2 separate regions of the Mus musculus genome follow, and region 2 is linked to region 1. A link is a contact called in public Hi-C data. All regions are on one chromosome and are shown on one strand. Each heading gives the region's core, a stretch centred on a gene start, on an enhancer-like site or on the middle of the called end of the contact. The rest is flanking DNA. Distances are from core to core; before and after follow the strand shown.

The links. A called contact is a pair of places that touch in the nucleus more often than the background predicts.
Region 2: a contact with region 1 is called in a Hi-C map of bone marrow-derived macrophages, with 1.7 times the contacts expected there. The contact joins two enhancer-like sites. A contact is called at or near these places in 7 of 484 Hi-C or Micro-C datasets (the C2C12 cell line, Sertoli cells, bone marrow-derived macrophages and 4 more), 1 of 115 datasets of contacts at active chromatin or transcription factors (bone marrow-derived macrophages) and 3 of 9 other capture datasets (adipose tissue, embryonic stem cells and pancreatic islet).

Annotation. Positions count from the first base shown.
Region 1 is chr7:96,779,286-96,785,400 of GRCm38.p6, forward strand. The region is part of intron 16 of Tenm4 (teneurin transmembrane protein 4); the gene reads left to right. Among named protein-coding and RNA genes, the nearest start is that of Gm15413, 19 kb to the right of the region's middle. Within about 2 kb of position 1,531, at least 17 of the 459 cell types and tissues checked have an H3K27ac peak or open chromatin away from gene starts, as enhancers often do. A contact at or near this core is called in bone marrow-derived macrophages, where this site is marked.
Region 2 is chr7:96,854,016-96,860,336 of GRCm38.p6, forward strand. All of the region lies in intron 24 of Tenm4 (teneurin transmembrane protein 4), which reads left to right. Among named protein-coding and RNA genes, the nearest start is that of Gm15413, 56 kb to the left of the region's middle. Within about 2 kb of position 2,481, at least 19 of the 459 cell types and tissues checked have an H3K27ac peak or open chromatin away from gene starts, as enhancers often do. A contact at or near this core is called in bone marrow-derived macrophages, where this site is marked.

The DNA of each region.
Region 1 (6,115 bases), core at 281-2,780:
CATTACCAACCTTCTCTCTATAAGCACCGCCCTGTTTAGACCCGCAAAAGAGGATTAAATGAGAACACACTTGGACTACCTTGTACAGTATTGTTACCAGTAGGCTTTATACACATCTAACAAGTCATTTACTCAATACAAACCCCTTGAAAGAAACTAATCAGCATCCCCCTTTCCAATTCACACCACACTTTAGCACACCTACTGTGTAATGGGTACGATTTTTAGCTAGATATGACAGAGAGATAGGAAAGTGCCCGCTTGGCAGTGCACGAATTCTGCGAAGTGGAGAAAGGAGACTTACCTCAAATCACTGTCCAACCAACCGCTCCACACTGCAAAGCTCAAACCAGCTCATTATGGTATAGATTAACAGTTCTGATCATGATCAAGAGAGATGGCTTTGACCTTTTTCTAAAATGAGACCCATGCCGCATTCATGCCTTTAGAATACCTTGAATTACCTTTCGTGCTGAATGGAGAATTGCTGTTCAATGCACTGTCTAAATTGGACTTTTATCCCTGTTTGCAAAGCTCACGTAAAGACATGATTGTGAGCACAGATGTGCAGAGTCTCAGGAATAATTCTCTTTATATAGCTCTGTTTATTGCAATATAATAAATGGTCCTCTTAAAGCCACGCTGCCTTGTATTGTTCATTATGTGGCCGAAAAGCTAATTTACGATGGGTCTATAACCCGAGTCTTGCACTGTTAAACCCCAATGAAACTCCACAGCCGGGGGGAGGTAGAGATAGCTTCAGCTGAGCTTTCTGAGTGCTCTTCAGTTGTCTGTGAATACAATGATGACAAACCCGAGAGAAGGGGGTTAGAGAGATGGCTCAGTAGGCAAATGCTGTGCAAGCATGAGGATTTGAAGCCAATCCCCAGCACTCCTGTAAAATGCCAGGTGCTACATTATGAATCTGTAACCCCAGCACTGGGCGGGGGGAGGGGGCGTGGGGGGGGGGGCTGGAGAGGGAGGGCATAGACAGGTGAATCCCAAGGGCACTCTAGCCAGCCAGTGCAGCAGAATCAGTGAGCTCCAGGTCCAGTTAGAAATTGCGTCTCAAAAACTAAATGTTGAAAGCCATCAAGGGAGAAAGACAATATTGATCTCTGACCTCTGTATTCATTCTCATGCTTGTGTGTGTGTACTACCTCCACACCTGTGCATACACACACACACACACACACACACACACACACACACACACACAGGATTCATTTGATCTCATCCTCCTTAGTCATAGGTCCATCCTTGTGGCTATAGCTGATGTCAGACATGTATGTGGACTCATGCAGAAAGACATAGGAGAGTCCTGTGCTGGGGAGAAACCCTGAAGCAGATAGATCTGGGTTCAAATCCTGGCCAAGCTACTTAGTCGTTATAATTTTAGACCAATTGCATCAACCTGTTCTACCAAAATAAATGGAGACAGTGTGATAAGAAGCAGGCTAAACCTTGAACCCAGGGCTGGTGTCTGAGTCTCATGGTCCTGACTCACCAGTGTGTGAAATGAGCAATAGCCACCCTAGGTCTTATTATAGGCATGCAGAGGATTCTGTGCTCACCATCATCTCTAGCTTCCATGACTCTGTGTGTGTGTGTGTGTGTGTGTGTGTGTGTGTGTGTGTGTGTGTGTGTATGTGTGAATATGTGTCTGTGTATCTGAGTGGGTATGTGCCTGTGTATCTGTGAGTATGTGTGTTTGGTTTTGTGTCTGTGTGTGAGAGTGTGTATGTACCTCTCTCTCTCTCTCTCTCTCTGTGTGTGTGTGTGTGTGTGTGTGTGTGTGTGTGTGTGTGTGTGTGTGCATATCTGTGTGAGTGAATGTGAGTACTGTCTCCTTGGCTGTCACTTCAGCTCTGGAAGCCAGTACTTCTGCTACAGGCTACTGTATGGCATCGGCAGGGCACGTAACTTTACTTCAGTTCCCTTATCTAAAAATACAGAGACACTAACATGCATCTGCGTGAGATATGTCACCATTAAATTAAGTCAGTGTGCACACAGATAGCAATACTCATCCCACACTATGCACGTGATATCTCTCCGTAACCTCACTTCCAAGGGTTCTTTCACTGAGAGGAGCCATTCAAAAACTATTTGTGAGGCCAAGCAAGGGAGGCCTCATTTCCTGAACCCACGGTAGCCAAGAAGTTCATGTTCAGGGACCTCTTTAGAGAGCTGTGGCCTCTGTCTGTCACAGAGCCATAATGGAAAACCTTGTTGCCTAGAGCAGCTTCAGCAAGTGGCTTAACCCTTTCAGCCCTTGGTTTTCTCCTACATTCACTTACCCTACAGGCCTGGCACAGTGCTTCCTGTGTCATTTGTGACTCCTGCTTCCTGACACATGAGGTAGGCACAAATACTGCCCAGTCTTCATCAGGAGATTCAGGCCAGTGGGCTTATCCTACACAATCCTTGTACCATTAGAGGTACGGACTGCAGGTTGATGGGTTGACAAAGATGGCCACATCTGCCACCTCCTAGGAGAAGAACCTGTCTCCTCCGTGATGAGTGTCTAGTTCCAAGAACAGGATTTAATGAAGGTAGCTTAAACCAACACATCCTGTAATGAAATGTGAGCTGGGAGGGTCCTCAGCACTCTCATAGGGTATCTTATACAAGTGTTTACTTAGGTCCCTGCTTGTCAGCACCTTGGCTTCTGGCCCCATCTCAGAACCTTCTCCTCCAATCCAGGCTCATCCATGTGGTGCTCCTTCCTGACAAGCCAGACAAGGCAACTGGAGACAGAGTCTCAGAGGCGACAAGGTCCAATCTCTCACCTTCAGCACGTGTGTCTTTAGCTCTGGGCCCAACAGTATGTCACTGGCTAAATCATATTGCTGGTGGTAAGGGGATATGATCTCTACCAGTTTTATAGAACGGCTGGACTTTGGGAAGGAGAAATGTCTTGCCCTGCTTAGAGACAGAGTTTAAATTAAATCTGGGCCCTCTGTACCTAACTCTTCATCTCCTGCCTTAGATACTCTTCCCATCAAAAAGAGGTCTCCTTGCCAGTATCTGCCTCCTTATGACAAGCAGTAGTATAGAAAGTTTATTTATAAGGCCATCTCTTTCTTTGTGCTCATTTCATACCAGCCACTGAGCTTTAAGTTGGCCAGGATTCGTAAGATCCCTGCAAAGGTAATTGTGATATTGAGTGTGATGTTGAGTACAGGTGAATCTAGAATAGTCATGAAAATGAACCTCTGGATATATCTGTGAGGGAGTTTCTAGAGTAGGTCAACTGAGGCAGGAAGACCCGCCCTAAGTGTGAGCCCACCACTCCATAGGCTGGATTTCCTAGACTGTGTTAAAAGGGGAAAGCTGTCTGAGTACCAGCATGCATTATGTCCTGTTTCCTGACTGAAGATGTTGTGTGACCAGCTAGCTACCTCAAGTCATTGTTGCTAAGCTCCCATTAACGTAATAGACTGCACCTTTGGACTGTAAGCCTAAACAAACCCTTCCTGCCCTAAACTACTTTTGGTAGGTTATTTTGTCTTATCAACAATAAATAACAAATATACTAGTGTTACTGTTAATAACACTGCTGGATGAGGAAGCACAAAGCTAGGAAGGATTTTATCAGTACTCACCCTGTTGTTTAGTGAAGGGCACTATCACGGACCCCATTCCTCTTGGTTCCATACCCTCCTGGACAAGGACCTGCATCGGCTTACCCCTCCCAAGCTCTCTCCCAGGGGAGCAGCCTTCACACAAAGCAGGTACACACCTGGCCTGTGCCCGACCTCTTCTCCCTGTATTTTACCTGGTTTTTCTTTTGCTCAAAGTAAAAGGGGGAGGAAATTTAACTTCTTTAATACAGTTCTTAAAATTGTCAAAGCACACTTTTCTTTCAGAGTCTACAGGCTTCTAAAAACAATTCAGGCTCTTTGGCACTGGGTAGGCACCAGCTGCCCCAGGCCAAGTTCTTCTTGGGTCTTGGTTCCCGCTCTCTCCCCAGAGCCTCGCTCCTCTTTCCCCCTGCTCAGCAAACTTTCTCCCATCTTATCGCCTATAAATGGCTTTTATTTCAGCGGAGGCTGTCGCTGCGTTTTATCCCTCTGTGTGGCTGGCTCGCAGAAGCAGTACATGGCAGAGTCTTGCCTGCAGAATGCTCATGCTGGTAGTTTATGATTCTTGTCATTTAATTGCACTTGAGTTTCATGGAATAACAGGTGGAGATGCATTGGAAATTGAGTGGCATGGGTTTGAAGGCAGAATGTGCCATCAGTAAAATCATGTGGGATTGGGAATAGGACCAGGCTCTATGGTCAAGCCTCAACCTACCCATTAATACTCCTAATAATAGCTTCCCTTACAGAACTGTTTCCAAATATATTTGAGTGCATGTGCATAAATTGCCCAGTATGGTGGCTTGCATTCAGTATGCACTTAATAAGGAAACATGAGAACTTTTATTTGCTAGGCATAATTAGGTCTAAATTAACCAAGCAGTTCTTAACCTCAAACAAATTCAAGTTTAGGGGAGAGTTTATATGGTCCTCACATTGGAGTCAGTCTCTTCTCTGAATAGTAGCTTCCTAAACTCCCTACCAGACAGCATCACAGAGCAGCTCCAGGCCTGCATCCAGTCCAGAGCTTGCACACAGTCCTGACAGTCTTCCCCATGTGTCCTGTGTCACAGCTAAGGATCCAAGAACCTTGCTATCCACTCAGGTTCCAGCCACCATGCATGCAGTCTGCTAAGAACTCTAGTCAGTGTGCATGAAGGTTAGAAAGTGATGAACTTGGCGAGGAGATGACCCAGAAAAGTCATCACCAAGGAATCTCCAGAGCCATTAGAAGGAAGGAAACTGAACAGAGACTACTTGGCACCCAAGAAAGAAACCACACATGCATCCATGAAGAGCCTTCTGTAAGCCTGGTGGTGAAGTTGTTCTACACTCTCACTAGAGAGGAGGAGCGCTGGGGCAGAGGGCAGGGAGTGAAGCAGGGGCACAGGCAGGGTCCAATTCTACGGGCTCACTGAATACCTTACCAATTTTTGGATTAGAGGCCAGGGATACAGGTCAGTGAGACACTTGGTACACGATCGTGAGGACCCAAGTTCAAGCACCACCACACATAAAAAGCTAAGTGTATGCTTCCTACATGGAAGAGCACAGGCCAACACTGGTTGGCTGACTTTCTTGTCTAGATGAACGGTCTTATTGTACACAATGACTTTTACCTGTAGCAAATTTCAAGGATGCTGCGCTGTTCCAAAGCTGCTATCTCACTTCACTGTGTCATGGAAAGAAATGGAAGCTAAGTGTTACTTCTCCTGTTTTAGAGAGAAATGAGTAGAACTATAAAGAGTTCGCCACTTTTCTCCACATCTTCTTGAGTATCCACTACATTAGGATGTGTGAAATATTAGCTATCTTCCACAGCCTCCAAAATGTCTTGTTGGTAAATGTCTCCGTGTCTTCCCTTACTACTATGTACAACAACTTAAATAAATCAAACAACCTGATAGTTGTCAGAAAAAAAAAAAAAAAGCTAAGTGTAGCAGCCTGCACATGTCGCCTTAGCACCGGAGAGGCAGACACAGGTATGTGTGGGGCTCTCTGGCCAGCCTAACCTAATTGGCTAAGCTAAACTAACCCAGATCTTAGTGAGAGGACTTGTCTTTAAAAACAAGGCGGGGGGGGGGGGGGAGGCTCCTGAAAAACGACACACAAAGGTGACCTCTGACTTCCACACATGCATGCACATGCATGGCCTAGTACCTACTTGTATACACACACACACACACACACACACACACACACACCCCATCATCATCATCATCATCATCATCATCATATATGCACACAAATCCTGGATTAAATTCTTTCAATGTACCTGGACCATTTTCTTTGCTCTCCTATCTATCTGGCCTAGGTCCTTTCTGAATTTGGATGGAAACTTTCCAGAACCCAGATTCAGATTCTCTAAGATCCCATTCTCTTCTCTTCTCTTCTCTTCTCTTCTCTTCTCTTCTCTTCTCTTCTCTTCTCTTCTCTTCTCTTCTCTTCTCTTCTCTCCTCTCCTCTCCTCTCCTCTCCTCTCCTCTCCTCTCCTCTCCTCTCCTCTCTTCTCTTCTCTTCTCTTCCCT
Region 2 (6,321 bases), core at 1,231-3,730, 76 kb after region 1:
AGCAGAAACGCTGTGTGACTTTAAACCAACTTTAAATTCAGAGCCTCCCTGAATTTCCATATCCTCCAAATAAGACATCCTAGTTTCTCTCTCTTCTTCCCACTACTGTTGAGGATCAGGCAAGAGGGGATGATGGGAGGAATAAACAAAATTAGGGAAGAACTCTGTATTATCATCCTGACATCTTCCTCCAGTCTTTTCCTGCTGGGCTTTGTCTCTGTGCCATACCCTCCCTAATTACCCTCATTCTCCAGTCCCATGCCACATTTTGAGTAGGCTCTTGGTAAGCTCCGCACGTTTTGAAGACTGTCATGGAGAAGCAGGCATGCAGAGACCCGAAACAGCAAGCCTGTATATCTCTCTGAGTGCATGTCTGTGCAAAGAAGAGAATCAACCACTCCTATCTCTTCTGAGCCCCCGCTGAAGCAGCACACTGTGTCAGGCCTGTCCTCTTCCCAGAGTCAGCGGTATGGTGCAGGTGGAGCCGGGCCTCCTCTGTGATATGTAGCTGCTTATAAGTGAACTCACTGACAAGGAGTACCCAATATAAAATGTATCAGTGTCATGGCTGCTAAGTCTGTATTTATTACAGTGTTGTACAGTACCATTGCTGTCAAGTTTTCAGCTGCTAATAATGCTTCTAACCCTGCTGCTAACACCTCGTTCTTTCTTCTATTCCCTGCTCTCCTGTCTTCTGTCAGAAATAAAGATTTCAGACATAGGTAAGCCAACCAGTGGAGAATTTCCTGCTTCTCCCCTACCTTGTTGCATGCTGTATGGTAAGCCACACCTGTCAACTTCAGATGTCTCAATGACAAAGGAACCCTGTGTGGTTAGAAGCTGATAGGAGATAATTGATGCAATTAGAACACCCAGCTCCTAGTGGTGGGGTAGGTGGCAAAGATTCGAATTTCTTATACCTGTGGTAAAGTGAGACACTTGTCCTATAGTCTATAGATGTGACAGGCTGGAGTAATAGGGGGAAGTACTTGAGTGGCACCACCTACTTAATTCTTAGACTAGCACATCATCTAGACTGTTGAGTGAGTTTCTGGCCATGGTGGGAAGTGCCGAGATCTTCTTGCACAGGTGAAGAGTATGAAAACAGGTAGGTTCCAGATCTCAAAGTCAGAGCCCTTAGAAGGCCAGGGATCCCTGAAGAGGCTCTTCCAGGCAGGACATCACAACGGCTTCATGCAGAGAACAGACTTCACACAGAGCTGTGTCCGCATGTGGATTTGAAAGCTGAGCATGAGCAGGCAGAGCCACAGGGGAGACTCTCAGCAGCCTGCATAAGACTCAGACCACAGTGGTGCATGGGATGGTCCTATTAAAGAAGGCTCTATGGGATAGTGAGAGCCAAACACAGCCTGAACCAGTAGTCATTTTTTAATTCACTCATGTATGTAAGTAGGTATGAGTGTGTACATGTGTTATTTAAAGCAATAATTCCTGTGTGTAGTTGCTGCATAGCAGAGAGTTAGACAGCTCACATGAATACCATCTTATGTCCCATCTACCCTGTGAGATAGACATCTGCGATTATTTCCAGTTTACAGATGAGGGGACCGAAGCTCCCCAGAGGTATAGCCCTGAAATAATTGCTTCATCTTTAAACTTTCATTTTTATCTTGAAGTTATTAAAAATTACTGTAAGGAACAAAAGGACCTCTGCAAATTATTCAGCCTTTTCAGGCACAGAGAGAAGTTCCAAAAATTGCTATGGAGAGACATGTTGCCAGTGGTTATAATAACTGCTACAATCTCCATTACATTGGTTTTGTAATTAGCATGTTACAATTTATTTTAATTATGATAAGCATGATGATAAGATGCTCTTTCCCCCAAAAGGGGATCTGAGTCCTCTTATAGCCAATGATACATAAAAGAAGGTAAATTCAACAGAGATTGGAACCGAAAGTAAAAACAAGGAAGAATACCAGTGATCAACTTAAACTCTAAGCGTCAGGGTAGCCAGAGCAATCCTGACAACATAACTGATGTCCTGGTTCACACTGTCACCAGTAGGAAGGACAGGATTGCCATCTGTTCACACTGAAGCCCATGTCACATGAGCGTCCTATGGATGAGACTGAACTGCTCAGGGACCTGTCCTCTCCATTTCTGTATTGCAGAGATATGCTTCCTGTATGCCTTAAATAAAAACCTGGCATCTAACACTGAGTCATTCAGTCCATGGTGACATCCGCCCAGGGCATAGAAGTAGTACTGGCAGGCACAGCTGGGAAGTCTTGCACCGTGTAGATTTTCTAGTTTCAATTCTCTATCAGTTGAAAAAGTCATGATTGTCTGTCTGTCTGTCTGTCTGTCTCTCTCTCTCTCTCTCTCTCTCTCTCTCTCTCTCTGTGTGTGTGTGTGTGTGTGTGTGTGTGTGTGTGTGTATGTGAATATGTACAGGTTTGTGTGGCCATGTGAGCTTCTGACCTTCAGCGATCTTTGGAAACAGCCATAGAGTATGGAGTCAAAACCAAGCCCCTGGCTTCTTTCAACCCATTGCTTTCTTAAGTGAGAAAAATTAATCTATAAAGTAATGCAGAGTGGAAAGGGAGACTTGCCCATTCCTAATGGGGGGGGGGCAAGAAACCTGAATTTCAGCTGTAATCTTTGACTGGTACTGACTGATAGTGACAAATTCCTTCCTCTCTCTGAGCCTCAGTGCCTGTACCCTTAAGTGAATACTGGTTAGATTAAAGAAGTTCTAAACGTTTATCTTCGTCATCTGTCAGCTGCTTCAGTTTCTTCCAATAACAGCATTTGGTTCCACGGGAACCTTGGCCCGTGTGTCCACCCCCAGGACAGAGTTATCTGTCTTTGACTTTTTCAGGCTCATGCCACCTGCTATCCTATGCATTCCCAGTAGCAAGAGTCCCTTCAGCATCTACTGCTGTGTACCTGTTCAGGAAACAGGCATCCTTATGTCTTCTAGGGTTTCGTCCCTGGGGACAGGAAGGGCTGTTAGAAGCTTGTTCTGATGCACGAAGTTAACCTCCCTCACACCAAGCTGCACATGTTGTACTAACTCAAAGAGCCCCTAACTGCCATGGAAAATAGATTAGCAAGGCAGAATTATGTCAAGAATACACAGCTATTATTTACCAACATAAATATTCTAGAGATTTCTTAGGGTCGCCAGACTTGGGGGCTGGAGATATAACTTAGATAGTAGAGTGCTTATTTAGTATTCTTGAAGAACTGGGTTAAAAAAAAAAAGAAATGAAAGAACTGGGTTCGATTCTTAGCACCACAGAAACTGGATAGGATGTTCCAGTCCTCGAATCCTACTACTTAGAAGATAGAAGACTGAGGGACACAAGTTCAGGATCATCCTTAGCTACCTAGAAGGTTCAAGGTCCCTTGGAATATATATGACCATGTCTTAAAAATTAAAAACAAAAACAAAAAGGATGGAGTTGGTGTTTGATCCTCTGCCTCTCCGGCCCCAGCACTCACCTCTGCCTACTGGTGGGAACAAGTGAACTAGTTCCTGTCAGGGCAGCATCCAAAGTGTTAAACGAGGCTCCTTGCCCAAAGGAGATCTTACTCTAGGACCAAAGGAGGTTTCTCCCTCAGAAGTAGAAAAAAGATTATCTTTCGCCACAGGAGACTCCCAAGTTCTAAGTCTCTACCCAGAGCTTCCCCACTTCTTCCTAAAGAGGAAGGGCTGACTTCAACTCACTAACTTCAGGAATGCTTCCACAGCCAAGGTTATACTCCCAGAGCTCGAAGACAGTGTGCGACCTTGGAGTTCTCTGTAGCAAGCTCCAGAGGAGGGCTGTGATCTAGTTCTGCATCTAACCCTGCTCAGGGTCCTGGCCATCGACCAGGAAAATGCTCCCTGTCCATGAATGGTCCTAGGGCCTCTGGGGCCTTTGGGGCCTCTGCCTCAGGCTATGCTCCATCACATGCCTTCAGGCTTTATGGTTTGCAGCACATCCCTAGGCCTTCAGAATGATGTGCCTGGGAACCATCAGCAATGCCAGGTCCTACCCTATGGAACTGAAATCTACATTTTGGTAATGTCTTCAAGAGTGTCCTCTGCACGCTGAAGTTTGAGGCACTCTGCTCCATGCCCAAGTCTGGCTCTACCTAGGACTCAGAGATCTCAGAGGCAGAGCCCAGCCCCCGTTAGACACGCTTGTTCGGGCTACTTCTAATTTCCAGATGATTCTGAGGCATAGAACCATCAATCTAAGCTCACTAGCAATGGATGCTTCCTGTGTATCCTCCAGCAACAACACCAAGTTCATTCATTCATTCACTCATTCATTCATTCATTCATTCTCACATAAATTCAGCAGAACTTTTCAGAACATTTCCTCTGAATCTGTGTAGTGGGATCATTTAGGACTTGAAGCCAGTCCCTATCCTAAAAGAGTTCAAGATGTTCATTGTAATGGTAGTGGTGGTGGTAGTTTATTTATACGGGTGTTTTGCCTGTATGTATCTGTGTACCACATGCATACAATACATTTGGAGGCCAGAGAGAATATAGCATCCCCTAGGGCTGGAGTTACAGTTGGTTATGAGCTACCATGTGGGTGCTGAGAATTGAATCAGGCCCTCTGGGAGGTCAGCCAGTGTCCTTAGCTGCCGAACCATTTCTCCAGTTCCAAGTTCAAGGCTGTATTGAGGAAACAGACAACTCAACAGAGAAGAACCCGTGAAAGTGCCACAGAAGAGAGATCTGCCACAGCTCTAGTGGGAACATGAGGATAGAGTGTACTATAACAGAAAAGCGGGGTGGGGTGGGGTGGGGCAGGAATGGTAGCTCAGGTGAGGGAGTACTTAGCCGAAGCTCCCGGGACAGGCAAGTCAAAGGGGCCCTGGAGCTCTCTTCCATCCATGCTTTCAAGGATTGCATGGCTCCCAGCAGATCATCGGGCCTTCAGGATGCAGCGCTGAGGTGTTCAGGGAACCGAGGCAGCTGTGTGGGGAAATAGAATAGACCATCGAGCGCGAAGCACGTGGAGAGTGAAATCCACTCTGCAGCTTGGGAGCCTGCTCAGGCACTATCTCTGTCCATCTCGGTTTTCTCAAATGGAAGAAGACAGTCCCTACTTAATGTGTTAGTTACGGGGGGAATGAGGCCATGTGTGTCAAGTGCAGACACAGACTAGGACAGAACCCACATCTTTCAGTGTCAGGTACATCCCAATCCATGGCATTAGCTCTGTCCCATGGGCTGCTGGGGCTGCAGCCCAGGAGGTGGGGGTTGGGGGAGCAGAGGAAACCACAGATACAGTGCAGCTGCCAGTGCTGGCTGGCACGAGGAAGAACTGTGCAGCTAGGGATGTAGTTCAGTTGGTAGAATGCTTAACACAAAGCCCTAGGTTTGATCTCCAGCACAAATAAAGCCAGATTTACTGATGCACATCTGCAGTCCCAGCACTTGGGAGGCAGAAGGAGGACAATTAAGAATTCAGGGCTATCCTCAGCTACATGGTGAGTTGAGCCCCTGTCTAAAACAAACAAACAAACAAACAAACAAGTGTGTGTGTGTGTGTGTGTGTGTGTGTGTGTGTGTGTGTGTGAATCTGTCTGTCTGTCTGTCTGTGCATCTGTGTGTCTAAAGGCCCATGTGTGGGCAGAGCAGAGACCTAACCACTGGACAGCTGACAGTCACTATTTCATTGTCTTACCCCACTTAAATACTCACCTTCTCCATTCAGAGCAAGCAGTTTCCCTTCCATGCTGACCACCATATAAGCATGAGAGATGCAACCCTAAGTTTCATAGGATCTAGGGCAATCCTGACAAGGCCACCATCACCTGGAATTCTCCCCACTTGAGAAGTTCCACGTGAGTGACACTTCTCCAGGGCAGTGCAGGGCTATGTGAGCTAGAAACTCAAGGGGCTAATCTAAGTGGACAGGGCCCTCCATTGTACTCCCTTGGGGTCCTCTCTCTGCCAAGGTAGATAGCACCAGTTTATCATGAGTGATGCACACCGAAATGAAATAGTCCCCCGCCTCCTGGCTGTCACAGGGAAGCTGGGAGGCCGGGATGCTGCAGCACGATGGAGCAGAATCTAAGGTCATTGTATTTTATTAAGCTAGGATCAGGGTTGTCTGGGAAGATTAAATTTGTGCCACCTTCTAAGTCCCAAGGGAACGTTTCACAATAAACAGGATGCCTGTGCTATTACTGCCAACCCCATGAGAAGCAGAAGCCAAGCTAAGTGATTTTAATGCAAATACCACCTATATAAGCTGAAAATGGACATGTCATCTATTTAAGAGAAGCCACTCTAAAGGACTGGAGGCTGCAAGTCAGTCATTGGAAATGCAGACTGGATAAAAA